Regions from separate parts of the Anas platyrhynchos genome. Here region 2 is linked to region 1. Evidence: chromatin contacts called from public Hi-C data. All regions are on one chromosome and are shown on one strand. Each heading gives the region's core, a stretch centred on a gene start, on an enhancer-like site or on the middle of the called end of the contact. The rest is flanking DNA. Distances are from core to core; before and after follow the strand shown. Region 1 overlaps ZMIZ1 (zinc finger MIZ-type containing 1). Region 2 overlaps ZMIZ1 (zinc finger MIZ-type containing 1).

Region 1 (6,131 bases), core at 1,864-4,363:
ATATGCAGAGATAGTCTTCGCTGCCTTTGCAGCATGCCGTCATATCTCCTTGCTGACTGTAAGTGGTCTTCATATGCTTTCCATGCTGATGTCTCCTTGATCTGCCATTTTCCTCCAGGTGAACGGATTATCTTTAGTGGTTCCTACAGCCTACATAAAATGCAGCACAAAAGGTCAAGTGATACCTTGATTATTTTTTTTTGTGATAAAAAAGATGTTAATAATAATGTTTTTCGATATCTGTGAACTAAACTAAAAATAGGTGTTGTGTTGTAAGCTAGCTTTGAATGTTTACGTTGAAACGTTTCAGCTGAACATGTTAGCTGTTTGAAGATGATGCATATATCTAAGTTGGTGAGGAATTGGTTTTGTTCCCCTGGGGGAAAAAAAAATCAATGAAAATGAGAAGTTAGTTGTTTGTGTCTAAATGTGTGGTGTTCTTTAAAAAAAAAAAAAAAAAAAAAAACATTTCTGAAATGTTTCTGATTGCCAGTAAGGAGCAACTAAATTTGGTTTTCTGGTGTCACATTGCTTCTCCAAAGTAGTAGTCAGGACCAAGTATAGTTAAGTGGAAATTTGAACAGAAATAAATAAAAATTTCCACTTCATCTGTTATTTGCAAATAGGTTGTCAGGGCCTGCTAGCTTACTGAAATGGGAAAACTTTGCTGAAGTCCTTCCTGGAGCGTTCTAGTGTTGTAGGTAACTGCTAATAGTGTTACACCTGTTCTTGTGATTTTATTTTTAAAGAGGGTTGGGGGATTTGTTGATGCTGATAAGAAAATAACGGAGATGTGATGAAATTCATGCCTATTCCGTAACATCAGCTCACTGAAAAGGCCATTTGAATTGAGTATATGCATGGTGCTATGCGAAACACTGTTTTTCTTAGAGTAAGCTTAAAATTAGTTTATGGTGGTGCCCTAATTGAGAAGGATTGCTGAATGAATCTGTATTAATAATTAAAGCTACATGCATGGTGTTCATATGAGAAAAACCCAAGTAAAACAAAAACTAAACCTGGATGAAAGTAAGTAAAGCTGCATAATTTGTGAGATAATACAGGGCATGAAATGCAAGTATCAACACTAGACTTAAAAAGAGCTTCATTTCCTGTTCTGATTGTGGGATTTGGTTTTTGGTTTTGGTTTTCATTGCAGATGAATGGGATTTTAGAGAGAAGAGGTGAGAGACAGGAGCATGGAGTCCTGTTTGGAAATCATGTGCTAGTTTGTATTAAAGTAGTGTCACCTAGAGGCTCCAGCCAAGAATACAGCCACGGGGTGCTCGGCACCCTGCACACCCGCACTCCCACAGGGGCAGAGGCATGGACCGGGAGATCCGCCACTTGCCAGAGGCTAAGAACAAGTCGGGAGTGTGGGGCCCGGTCTGTGTGTGGGCTGTCCTGACTCGTGACTACACGTAACTGCAAAGGCGTGTTGGCCCAGTTACAGCTCGGAATTTCACTCCCTGTCACCACGTGCATGCTCCTCGCTTCAGGTGTGCGGGTTGCATGAGAAGACACCTGAGAGATGACAGTCAGTGTCACACTAGTAACGACCTGCTCGTACTGGTGTCGGCTGAGGAAGCTGGGATGCTTTTAGTAGCTTTAGAGGACTGTGTGGCCTGCGTGTGTCGGCCACCAGTCAGGTGGAGTGGCGGCGCTTCAGAAGCACTAAGGATCACTGCAAAACTGTGAAGTTGGGTTGAGGGTAAGCAGCAAAAAGTAGTTGCTGAAAGCCCAGTTCTGTGAAACTTGATGTCAGTGCTTGGAGTGAAAAGATTTTTTGAGAAAGCCAACATCTGGTGCTTTTCTGCGGTAGTTGATAGATTTTCTCTGCTTTAGACAGGGAGAAATGCTTTACAAATGCAGTTTAGACACCTGGCCTTCTCAACAAGTGATGCGGAAAATCACCAGGAAGATATTACTCCAGTTTTACCCTCCTCCACATTATGTAAAAATACCATTTCTCTCGGGATGTGTACTTCACTAAACAGTCTGAATCTCTCCTTCCTCAATCAATGAAGATACGTAAACAGAGTATTAGATACACATACAATTGCTTTAATGATAACTGTAGTTTCAGTTACGTAAACATATTTAAAGTGCAGCATTTTCAAATAATGCTACAAATCATGTGTGAGTTATGGTAATTCCCTAGCTTTAATTTACTATGTGGAGCTTACTTTCTGTGAAGCAACTTCTATTAGAATTAGCTGACAGTTGCTGCCTGACATGAAGCCTGTAACTATTCCAAAGAGGTTGGCTATCTGTTTGGTTCTGTTTTTCTAGCTTTGGGATTAAGAGAAGCTGTTAAGACCTAATTACCAGTGTACCTCTCTGACATTCGTGCTGTATTACCAGTGGTTTCTGTGCGTTTGCTAGCAGCTCAGAAATCTTTCCTCCTTATGCCTTGATCACAGCTTTGCTTCCTCATAGTTTGGGAAGTATTTTCCCTTCATCTCTTCCTCTTTGCTCTATGAGTTCCTCTGCTGTTTGGCCTTCAATGCTGACCAGTAGTATGCATAGGTTCATTAACACTATTATAAATTTAGTCAATACTCTTTTAGTGGACTCCAGCTGAGCCCAAACTGACTCACTGCCCTCCAGGGTGTAGTGAGAGACTTAATTACCCTTGTACCGTTCAACAGGAACAATGTTGTGGGCAGCACGTCGCTTTGGCTGGAGATGTTGAGGCTTCTGTCCCTATTGGCTGCCATTTTCAAGCTTCAAGAAAGGGACTTCAGAGCAATTTGCAGCTCTGTAGAGTAACAGCAGAAAGTTCTTTAGCAAAAGAGAATTGGATTGGTCACGTTTCAATACAGTACTTAAATGGATTTCCCTTTGATGGCAAGAGAATTCCTTTGGGTTGTCTAAGGACAGAAACGTGAGTTAGAAGGGTGGAGAAGTGGAAGGGCAAGTAATCCTGTAGCTAAGTGACGCATGCTCCAGCATGTGTACTGCTTAAAACCAGAGCAGTTCACCCAGTGGAGGCACGGCAGGTACTGCACCCAGCGTGGCAAAAGTCGTACTCAAACACACGTGTAATGAGTGGGCGATAACCTGAGTACCGTGCTGAGGAATGCGAACCAGGAGAATGCCATGTGTTTCTCATTGGGGTAGGGGAAGTGAAATGTGTGTGAAGGGAGGCCTGGCTCAGTAAGTGCATATTAGCTGTATAAGTTGCTGTTCTGCAAGGCACATCCGCCACTATTTCAGAGTTGCCAGAATTTCTGACGCTAATGTTGTCTGTGATTTAAAGCTAAGTCCTATGTTGGACAATGTAATAGTCGTGTGATTCAGCGTGCATGGCAAATGAATAGTTCTCAACAAAGCTATGCCCAGTCTTCTTTTTTGGCTTTCATGTGTTATGCTGGATTTCCTGTGCTGGAGACTTCCATAATATTATCAACAGTTTGGCTTCTTGAGGTGTCACTTGACTGTAATAACGTAAAAATTGAGTGATTAGCTCTTTGTAATTGGATAAAGTGACTGCATAGTCTTTGAGAACCCAGTGCAGCCTTCCACTAAACAAATGCTCTGACTCTACAGTTGGATAAATAATATATGAATTTTCTTCTGTGTACTGTAAAGGAGAACGGAAAAGAGAAACATACTTTGGAGACAGTGAAAAAACGGGTACAACTTTGTAACAGCAGGCTAAGGCATCACTAGCTCAAAGTCTGAGCGTGTACACAAGCCATACGGCATATTTGCAGTAGAATCACCTTCAGTGACTTTGTGGTTTGGTCCCTGCCTGTCCCTACCCTTCTTATTTACTCCTACACTTACAAAATATTTGCTTTGTCCCTCAGGTTTTATTACTTGTTAGCAGCACCTCATTAGGGAATATAGAGGAATGGCTGCAGTGAGTCCTTTAACTGCTTATGTCACGGCAAGATATTCTTTGCAGTCATCAAAGTATACAGGCACCCATATGTGCCATAAATACCTAAAAAAAAAAAACATAGAGCAGACATCGGCAAAAACCGTCAGAGAAGAAAATAAAGAAAGAGGCATCATTTAGAGCAGGAAAAAAAGAGGAGAGCTTCATAGCAGTCACAAATTCTGGGTTAGTCATCATTCATCTCCATGCTGACAGAGGGGACTTGCTGAAACCTTGCGTCACTTGCAAATGTTAGTCACTGAAGCCATTGTCTGAGCCTCTGAATGAGATTAGGAAGATCTTCAGCCTTCTGAAAGAAAGTATTTTAAAGAAAAATGGGCTGAGAGGACTTGCAGATTGCACCGCATTAAATATGCCCTTATTCACACATTGTTTTATATGCATGCTGTCAAGGTAAACATTGCCTGTCAAGCATCTCATATAGAATTAATGTTTTTCATTAATTTTCCCTAATTATTTGTTAGGGGAAATTACTCTTTTCCCTAATTTAATTCATTCATTTTTTTGTGATTCCATTATTGCTTAATTCAATTCAGGTATTTTGAAACAAATAGGTCAGTTTAAATTCGTAGTTACGTTCTAACACAACGCTGTTGTGCTGACACAGCGATACCGAATTTGTTTGGCATTTGCTAGTTGTTTGTAAAATGTTATTTCATTTTAACTTAGTTGCTATTGCTGTTACTCGATTATTGGTCACTTTGGACATCGGCAGATTTTTTTAAAGGGGGGAACACGTCTTTGTGCAATGTGATTGCTATTCTTAAATGATTTACACTGGATTTTATAGGCAGGTTGAAGAGCAAACACATACACAGTCCCTTGTTTTGGCTGGTAGCAGAAAAGGGAGGAGGAATGGTCCAAGCCTGGAGTGCTGTCTGGGAACATGGGCGAGTCACCTGCCTTGTCTGCCACAAGCCCTTGTTAGGACGCTGGCAGGCCGTTTGTCTCGCCAGCTGCTGTGCGAGTAGTTGAGATGGACTTGATGGTGCGGGCTTAGAAGCGCTCGGATACAGAGCTCAGAGAGCCTGTGGGGGCTCTTCAGGCAAGGTAGTCCCGTACAGAATTCCAGCAGTAGTTGGCAATCCAAGGAAAAATGCCATTCTTGATACAAAATAGAAATCAAGGCCTTTTGAAAATGAAAGAGCAATGTGTACTTATTGAATGGCTTATATCTAGAGGAGGAAAGATCACGTGTGTATATGTGTACATATATGCAAATAGAAATTTAATTTACAAGTTAATAATATGAGAACAAACAAATCTAAAATAGGCATGTATTTTACAGTGATGGGATTAATAGTTACTTTCATAGGTGTTAACATATTTCATTAATTACGCTAGATGTGTACATATCCTGTGTTCGTTTTGCCACCATTAAAGCTTTCCTGTGAAAAGAACTGTAAGAAATGCTTGCTTGTATCTGTGGACAAAGCTAATGGAAAAATCCAATCCTCTCATCCACATATTTATCTGAAAGATGTGTTGTATATCTGCAGTTGATTTTCTAGCATGCTGATTAGCTAATACTGTTTTTGGCATGCAGCTTATCCGTCGTGTAGGAGAACACTATCTGAATTTCAATTTTCTTTTCAAAATGATGTTGAACTGCTTTTCCTTTAAAGGCTCTTCTGGCCATTTGGGGACCCAGTGCAGACAGTGGAGCTGCAGTCTAGTCTCAAAATCTAATTGAATTGATATGAGGCAGCTGAAGCAGTGATTGTTGAAGAGCTTGAGATGGATTGCCAAAAAATAAGTGCTTCTGAGCAACTTGCTTAGTGTCCTCATTTGAAAACCTGCCCATGAGTTGATTTTTACTTCCACTGGTAATAGGCCTTTATGGCAAATGCCCTGTGTTTCAGTATAGTTAAGGAATTTGTTAGTTCTACGTGGTTTTGATATGATATGATCACATTGCTATTAAAGAAGAAGAAAAAAGCACTCTTAAGAGTGCTGAAAAAAAAAAATTAAAAAAAATGGGGAGTTAAAGAAATGGGGAAATGCTGGTGTTAATAACCTTTGTCCACACCAGCAATTTGCCACCATTTAACCTTCCAAAATCTCATTTTCCTAAACATTCTTTTTTCACAGTGATGGGTCTTTCCCTTACGATTCTGTTCCCTGGCAGCAAAATACCAACCAGCCTCCAGGTTCCTTATCAGTGGTCACCACGGTATGGGGTGTGACTAATACCTCTCAAAGCCAGGTAAGCTTCATTTTTTAT
Region 2 (6,131 bases), core at 2,082-4,581, 78 kb before region 1:
CTGTGTGAATTTTGATCTTGTATTTTTTGGTGTTTGGGGTAATGCATCTGTCCCTCTGAACATGAGCTAAGTCACAAAGTATGAAGGAAGGCAGCTATGAAAAATACGTGTATTCATAGGAAAGCAGAAAGCTAAGTCTTCAGAATGGCATTTGCCCCTCGCAAACTTACCTTTTCTTCAGTGTACAGCAAGCAGTCCTGAGTGTGTTCCTTTTTGAGCTGCAGTGCATCCAAATGTACCTCCCTGCCAGGGCTTTTATCGGGTATGTGTCTTGAAGGCATTCAGAGAAGTTCCTGAGAAGTCCAGCTATGAGAACAGCAGTTTCCACAGGTGCTGGTAGCTTTGTGCTGCTGGTCGACTGAATGACCAAAAGCATGAACTGTATGAACGGATCAGACCATCAAACTGGCTCCAGGTCAGCCAATTCTATCCCTAAATAAAATTGCCATTGCATGGGTCAAAATTCCAGATCCATTTCTAATTCCTGCCAGTTGGTCTGCAGCGTGCAGGCAGCTCTTAAGAGTTCTTGCTCCTAATTTTCCAGAAAGGACAGTTTTATTATGAAACATGCTGGTTAATAGACAAGATACTGTATACAATGTGTCTCCTTACACAGAGAAATTTCCGTACTGAGAAGCCTTACTGAACAAGTGTTTTAGCATTTCATCCTTTGTAATGCTCATGTTCAAATACACCTGTTAAAATATGCTGATAGCAAGGTATTCAAATAAGTTCTGTGTGATAAAATGTGTTCATTTAAGTATCAGTGTAAGTATAATCAACAAATCATAAGGATTCATCTTTTGAGATTGCTCTAATTTGTATTAGTCTTTGTGCCTCTTCATGAGAGGGAATTCAAGGAGAAAGACCACGGAATAACAGAAAAGGGATTTGAAGAGTGCTTATTAAGTAATATATTCCCCAAACAAATGCAGTATTGTTCCTTACAACGTGTGCTCTTTTTCTGAGCAATTCAATAAAGGTTGGAATGTTCATGTTTGATAAAGCTTCTAGATCAGTTCCATTTTATGTTTTTTTTTTGTCTCAACTTATTTCAGTTTTTAATTAATTGTTTAAAAAATGTCAAATTGGGTTTCATCTGCAGGTTTTTCAGATGCTGAGGTAAACATTTTCTTTTTTTTTTTTTGATTATCTGATTAAAATTGCAAGGGTATTTATTTCTCATTGTGAACTTTCTTTTTCAATATCCTAATAAATCCACTTTTTCCTCAGCTATTCTTGATATATCTGTAGATGCTAACTCTTGTTTTGTAGCAGTTACCAGTAACACCTGACTTAAGGAATACATGGAAGAAAAGAGATGTCACTCAAAAAAATTGTCATGAAGTTCAGTAGCTCAACAGTAGTACAACCCAAATGGTGGGGATTTGAAATTAGAAACTTGGTTGTTCTGAATCATATTTCTGTGACTTAATTGAAGCTTTTATCAAAGTTCAAGAAACAAGTTTGTGGTAGTGAACATGTCTCTGGTCCTCTAAGATGCCTCTGTAGACACAGGTGTTGTGGGGGACCAGGCTCATAGCATTTCATAATGTAGTGGAAGGAAAAAAATGATCAAGTGAGAAGGCATCTGGACATTATGGAGTCATAAGCAAATCTCTTTGAGCCTTATCTGGCCATGTAATAAGTATCTCTGTTGTACCTATGCTTTGTTGTTGTGAATATGCATTTCTTCTGTGCACAAAAAACGTATGAGTTTTTTTCTTCTCTATCTGCTTGATTTTAGAGGTTCGCTCTCACGCTTTTGTACTTAAAGCAAAACTTCAAGTACTAGTATTTCATGCAGAAACTTAGCTTCTGTGAAAAATGCGATCAAACTAATGATTCAGTGCAGCCAACTTCAATATATTCCTTATTTCTTTGAGAAATTTCAGCATTCCAAGTGTGCTGGGGTTACTCATTTTTAGTGGACAGAAAAAGTTACGGGATTTTATATATCTCCTGTCTGCCTGTGTTGTCATTTCCCAGAGCCCTGTTCAGGGCTTTGTAGATAGCAACCTGCAGTCGTGCATGCTGATTCTCACTTTGGGGTTCACAAACTGGTTTAAAATGTGCATCTTCTAAGGAGAGTTCTCACAGGAAACATAAATTTAAATATTTTTAAAAGCAAATATTACTGACTTGGCTTTGAACTCACTTAATAATAGAAGGATGAACAGGGGCTGCTCCCGAGGATATAAATTGAAAAATGAACATCTGCGTACAAAGCAGGGTATTTGCTTCTTGTGTGATAGTCTCCCCTATGATTGTCTGGTCAGGCCCAAATGACATTAATCTTGCTCACTCTGGAAGATATTGTCTTTCCATCATAGGAAAAACAAATGAAATTATTTAGTGTATTTACTACGGAAGCAATTTCAATTAAGACAGAGAACCAGAGAGACCTCTAGGTTCTCAGTGTGAAAAATGACTCACTGCTGGTCTGAAATGAGATTGGGAGATGTAAATTGTTGGAAATTTATAGCAGTTGCTGCCTCCCACTGGGAATGTTGGAGTGGTCCTAGTGGTCCTTGAAAAGCCAGATACCACTGCACGCAGAAAGGGACTGTGCTTTAAAGGTCTCCTACTATTACAGCCAAGTGTGTTTGTTTCAAATAATTAGCAGTAACTACAGTAACTCTGACTCAAAACCAAAAAACAACAAGAAGGAATTGGAGTTATCACTGTTGTCCTGTCTTGAGAGCAAAAGCAAAGACTTAGGGTAGATTTTTATTAGAACCAAAATTGTGTATACTTCCTTTCTCCATTCTGTTATGACCTTTGACATTCTTTATCGGACAGGAAATTGTTTTTACATTCTGATTTAAAATTTTACTCAGTTTAGATAAATATCAGGTTCTTACGATGAGCATCGTTGTAAGCTGCAGAAAGGTTAGACTGGCATTGCAGTCCAGCAACATTGAGAACAGCAGTAAGAAACAAATGTTCTTCCAAAAATAGAGTTGACTGTTTTCCCTTAATTGTGTGAAAAAATGCACATGTAAAGTCACAGTTTTTGAGTGGAGCAAATTCTGTGTTAATTTCATTTTTTCCCCAATATTGGCTCCAACCTGCAGTGCCAGAGAAGAAGGCAGATGCTCTGCAGGAAAGGCAGTGGCAGGACGGTACGCTAGCTACAGCTGGAGGAGCTCCTGCCCCTGCGCTACTCATGGGTATATCCGAACAGCTGGGTGAAGCCAGGGGCTGATCTGCTTGGCGGGGGTGGAAAGAAGTGTTGTGTTGCCTGTTTGTGTTGTGTAAGTGAGATCAGCTCCCCTGCAGAACCATTCGGTGCCTCTAAAGGAAAAGCAAGTCATGGTGTGAAGTAAGAATCGTGTCTGGGAGCAAAGTCCGTCCGGCTGTGACGCATGCTTGGTGAATCATCAAACTGCTGTTGCAGGCTCAATGGGATTCTTTGGTTATTGATTATACGGTAACTCTGACACATGCCAAACTTGAAACTTAGTTCAGACTGAGTGGATTTATTGCTGATATAAGAACCCAAATCATGTGTCTGAGCAAAGCAGTCAGCTGGGCACAGTTAGCAGCCAATCTTCCTGGACAGTCCTTGGTAAGAGTTGGGCTTTAAACAGAAGCCAGCCCCTCTGGAGGACAACAGAGTGGTTTTTGGCATCCCTAGAGAGCAGCTACGTATGCATAGGCATTTCAGCATTTTTCTTTGCCTGTAATGTGTGGAGTAGGAGACGTTGAAGGTGATGTTAGAAAAACACAGAGGAAATCCTAACTACATCGTCTGTCCTTGGCACAGTCCCTTCTGGTTCAGCCAGCACTACAGACTGCCAGACTTCTGCAGTTAAAAGTATGTTGTGTGTTCCTCCTTTCTTCTTGGTTTGGTAGAATTCGCATAATAGTGCATCAGTGACAAATGTATGGTTTCCCTCACAGAGTGGAAGACTGAGAGTCTGGGGAGGGTTATGTTTTCAGATTGGCGGAGGGTGACCCCACATTTAATCAACCAGATCATCTTAAAGTATAGATAAAGATGGTAAGGACCTCTCAGGAGACTTCTTCAAAGTCTCCAGAAGGTTAATACTGACCCATGGCTGACAGTTCACGTGAGATACAGATGATTCTGGAGAGGAACTTTTTAGATAAGAAAATAAAAGTAAACAGAGGATCTGGAAGGTATGTGTATCTATTGTGAAGTAAATATATTTGGACTGTGATTTGAAAACATACCAAAGACTTGGAGCAATCTGGTATTTATTACATGCGTAGTCCCATGAAACGATTTAATCTGCAGGTGCCATTTAGTCTACAGAGGGGGAAAAGTCCCTAAGGAATCATTGTTCCATTGTCATATTTATTTGCATAGGTGCTGTTTTTATCTGCCTTTCATCTCTCTGTCCAAAACTCTTTACTTATCATGAGGTCAATAAACCTATAAAGGTCACAGAGAGATTGAAAATACAAAGCTATGCTTGAGAAAGCTCACGAATGCGAAAACAGCTGTCCTCCGTAGCAAAGTTCAAATTGCTAAAACTACCTTTAAAGTTTTTGTGTCTAGAAGCATTATTTCTCAGTGATGCCTTTTCTGAAACTTGTAAATCTCCCTTTCTCGAGAAAAACCTCGACTGCCGCCTGCATAGGATGGTGAAAAACAGTATGGTATTTTCAGTGTGTCCAGACTGAAAATCATCAGTCCTGCACATCAGAGCATCCATTCTTCTGGCAGGTGTTTATATGTTTAGTTTTTTCAAAGCAGAACAGCAGCAATGACAGAGTTGAAATAGGTCTACTACTTTTTCTAAGGCAGCAAAAAGATAGGGCATGAAGAAGGGGGAGGTCACAGTATAAGAGCAGAGGAAAAGGACAGTGTCTGCCTGCTCTGCCTACAAAGCTGGTGAATTCTTGGCATGTGAATTAGTGTGAGAGAGTGAATTTAGAAGAGGAGCAAGTGAAATTAGAAATTTTAGGATGAAAAATCTAGATGTGCATAGGGAAACCTGATCATTTGGTAATGCAATATCCAAGATAGTGGGAATGGGACAATGAAGTTTTATGCACTTAGCAGGTAATAATGCGGTCCACATTATGGCATACGCAAGTTAATAAGCAAGTAATACTCCCGTAACTAAAATTACTAGATAAACTAATTTTTCCTTACATCTCCTTCAACCCCAAAATGTCACCTTATCTTTACAAATTGAACCGCTTTAAAAGAATTGTATTAGTTCTGCCACTTAAACCAAATTGCTCCAATAATCTGACTGGTTTGTTCTTATTCTGTTCTTTTGTCTCCAGACATACTCTCAAAGTACATGAATAGCTGATTTCTTATAATGTTCAGCTTTCCTTTCAGTATAATTTGAGGCTGGATCTTTTAAAACTTTTTCTAATGTTCTTTTTAAAGCAGAACTTCAGCAGGACTAGCCATCTTTCTGCATATACGCCATTGCAAGTGAGGCTTCTGAAAAATCACAAAATCCGTGGGATTTCTGATTGATATGTTTCAAAGTATACTTACCAGTGCAATTAATGCTAAATGCGCAACAAATCCATGGCAGTACCACTTGCTTGGCACAGCTGAGGCACCTGACAGTCACTCCATTAGTGGTGCACTGCCATGCAGCGTAGTGTCCCACTGTGCATTGCATTATCGTGGTACAGAGGATATGGAAACCCCACAGTGAGCTTTGTAGATTAGGATTGTGCTATACAGCAGAGAGTCTTCATAAAGAAGTACTCTTGGATTCCGTGTTTATTTTGAGTATCTTTCTCTGTAGTGCTTTTCGTAGGTCTCAACTGTGTAAAAATACGAGTAGTCAGAATTGAAGTCATTTCTTGGTGTTCTTTGTTTTTCTCTTCCCCCCTCACCTCTGTACCCTTCCAAATCCACCTTTAATTGTTAGCAGCCTCCAGTTAATAATGTCTGTCATGTGTTCCGGGTTTTAAAAGGCCATAAACACCGAAGAATGGGCTGAAGTATCTGAGTTAAAAGGCTTGTTCAAGATGCTATCTGTGTGCTGACTACAATTGCATGGGCATATTAAAAGAAATCAGATTTTCCCGTGGAGGTGCTTAACAGAGCAGCCTGGCAGGAGTTTGGGCTTTGATCTTGCTGCTTTGCCCTGGTGTGTGTGTTACGGAGGCACCTAGCCGTCTTTTCA

The links. Hi-C and Micro-C count contacts between places; a contact is called where the count stands out from the background.
Region 2: a contact with region 1 is called in a Hi-C map of liver, with 2.2 times the contacts expected there. The contact joins two enhancer-like sites. A contact is called at or near these places in 2 of 8 Hi-C or Micro-C datasets (liver and skeletal muscle).

What each region holds. Positions count from the first base shown.
Region 1 is chr6:15,885,818-15,891,948 of IASCAAS_PekinDuck_T2T, reverse strand. ZMIZ1 (zinc finger MIZ-type containing 1) reads left to right here. Exons shown (of 22, transcript XM_072039497.1): 8 at 5,999-6,113. Among named protein-coding and RNA genes, the nearest start is that of PPIF, 50 kb to the right of the region's middle. Within about 2 kb of position 3,113, at least 2 of the 8 cell types and tissues checked have an H3K27ac peak or open chromatin away from gene starts, as enhancers often do.
Region 2 is chr6:15,964,406-15,970,536 of IASCAAS_PekinDuck_T2T, reverse strand. The region is part of intron 6 of ZMIZ1 (zinc finger MIZ-type containing 1); the gene reads left to right. Among named protein-coding and RNA genes, the nearest start is that of PPIF, 130 kb to the right of the region's middle. Within about 2 kb of position 3,331, at least 2 of the 8 cell types and tissues checked have an H3K27ac peak or open chromatin away from gene starts, as enhancers often do.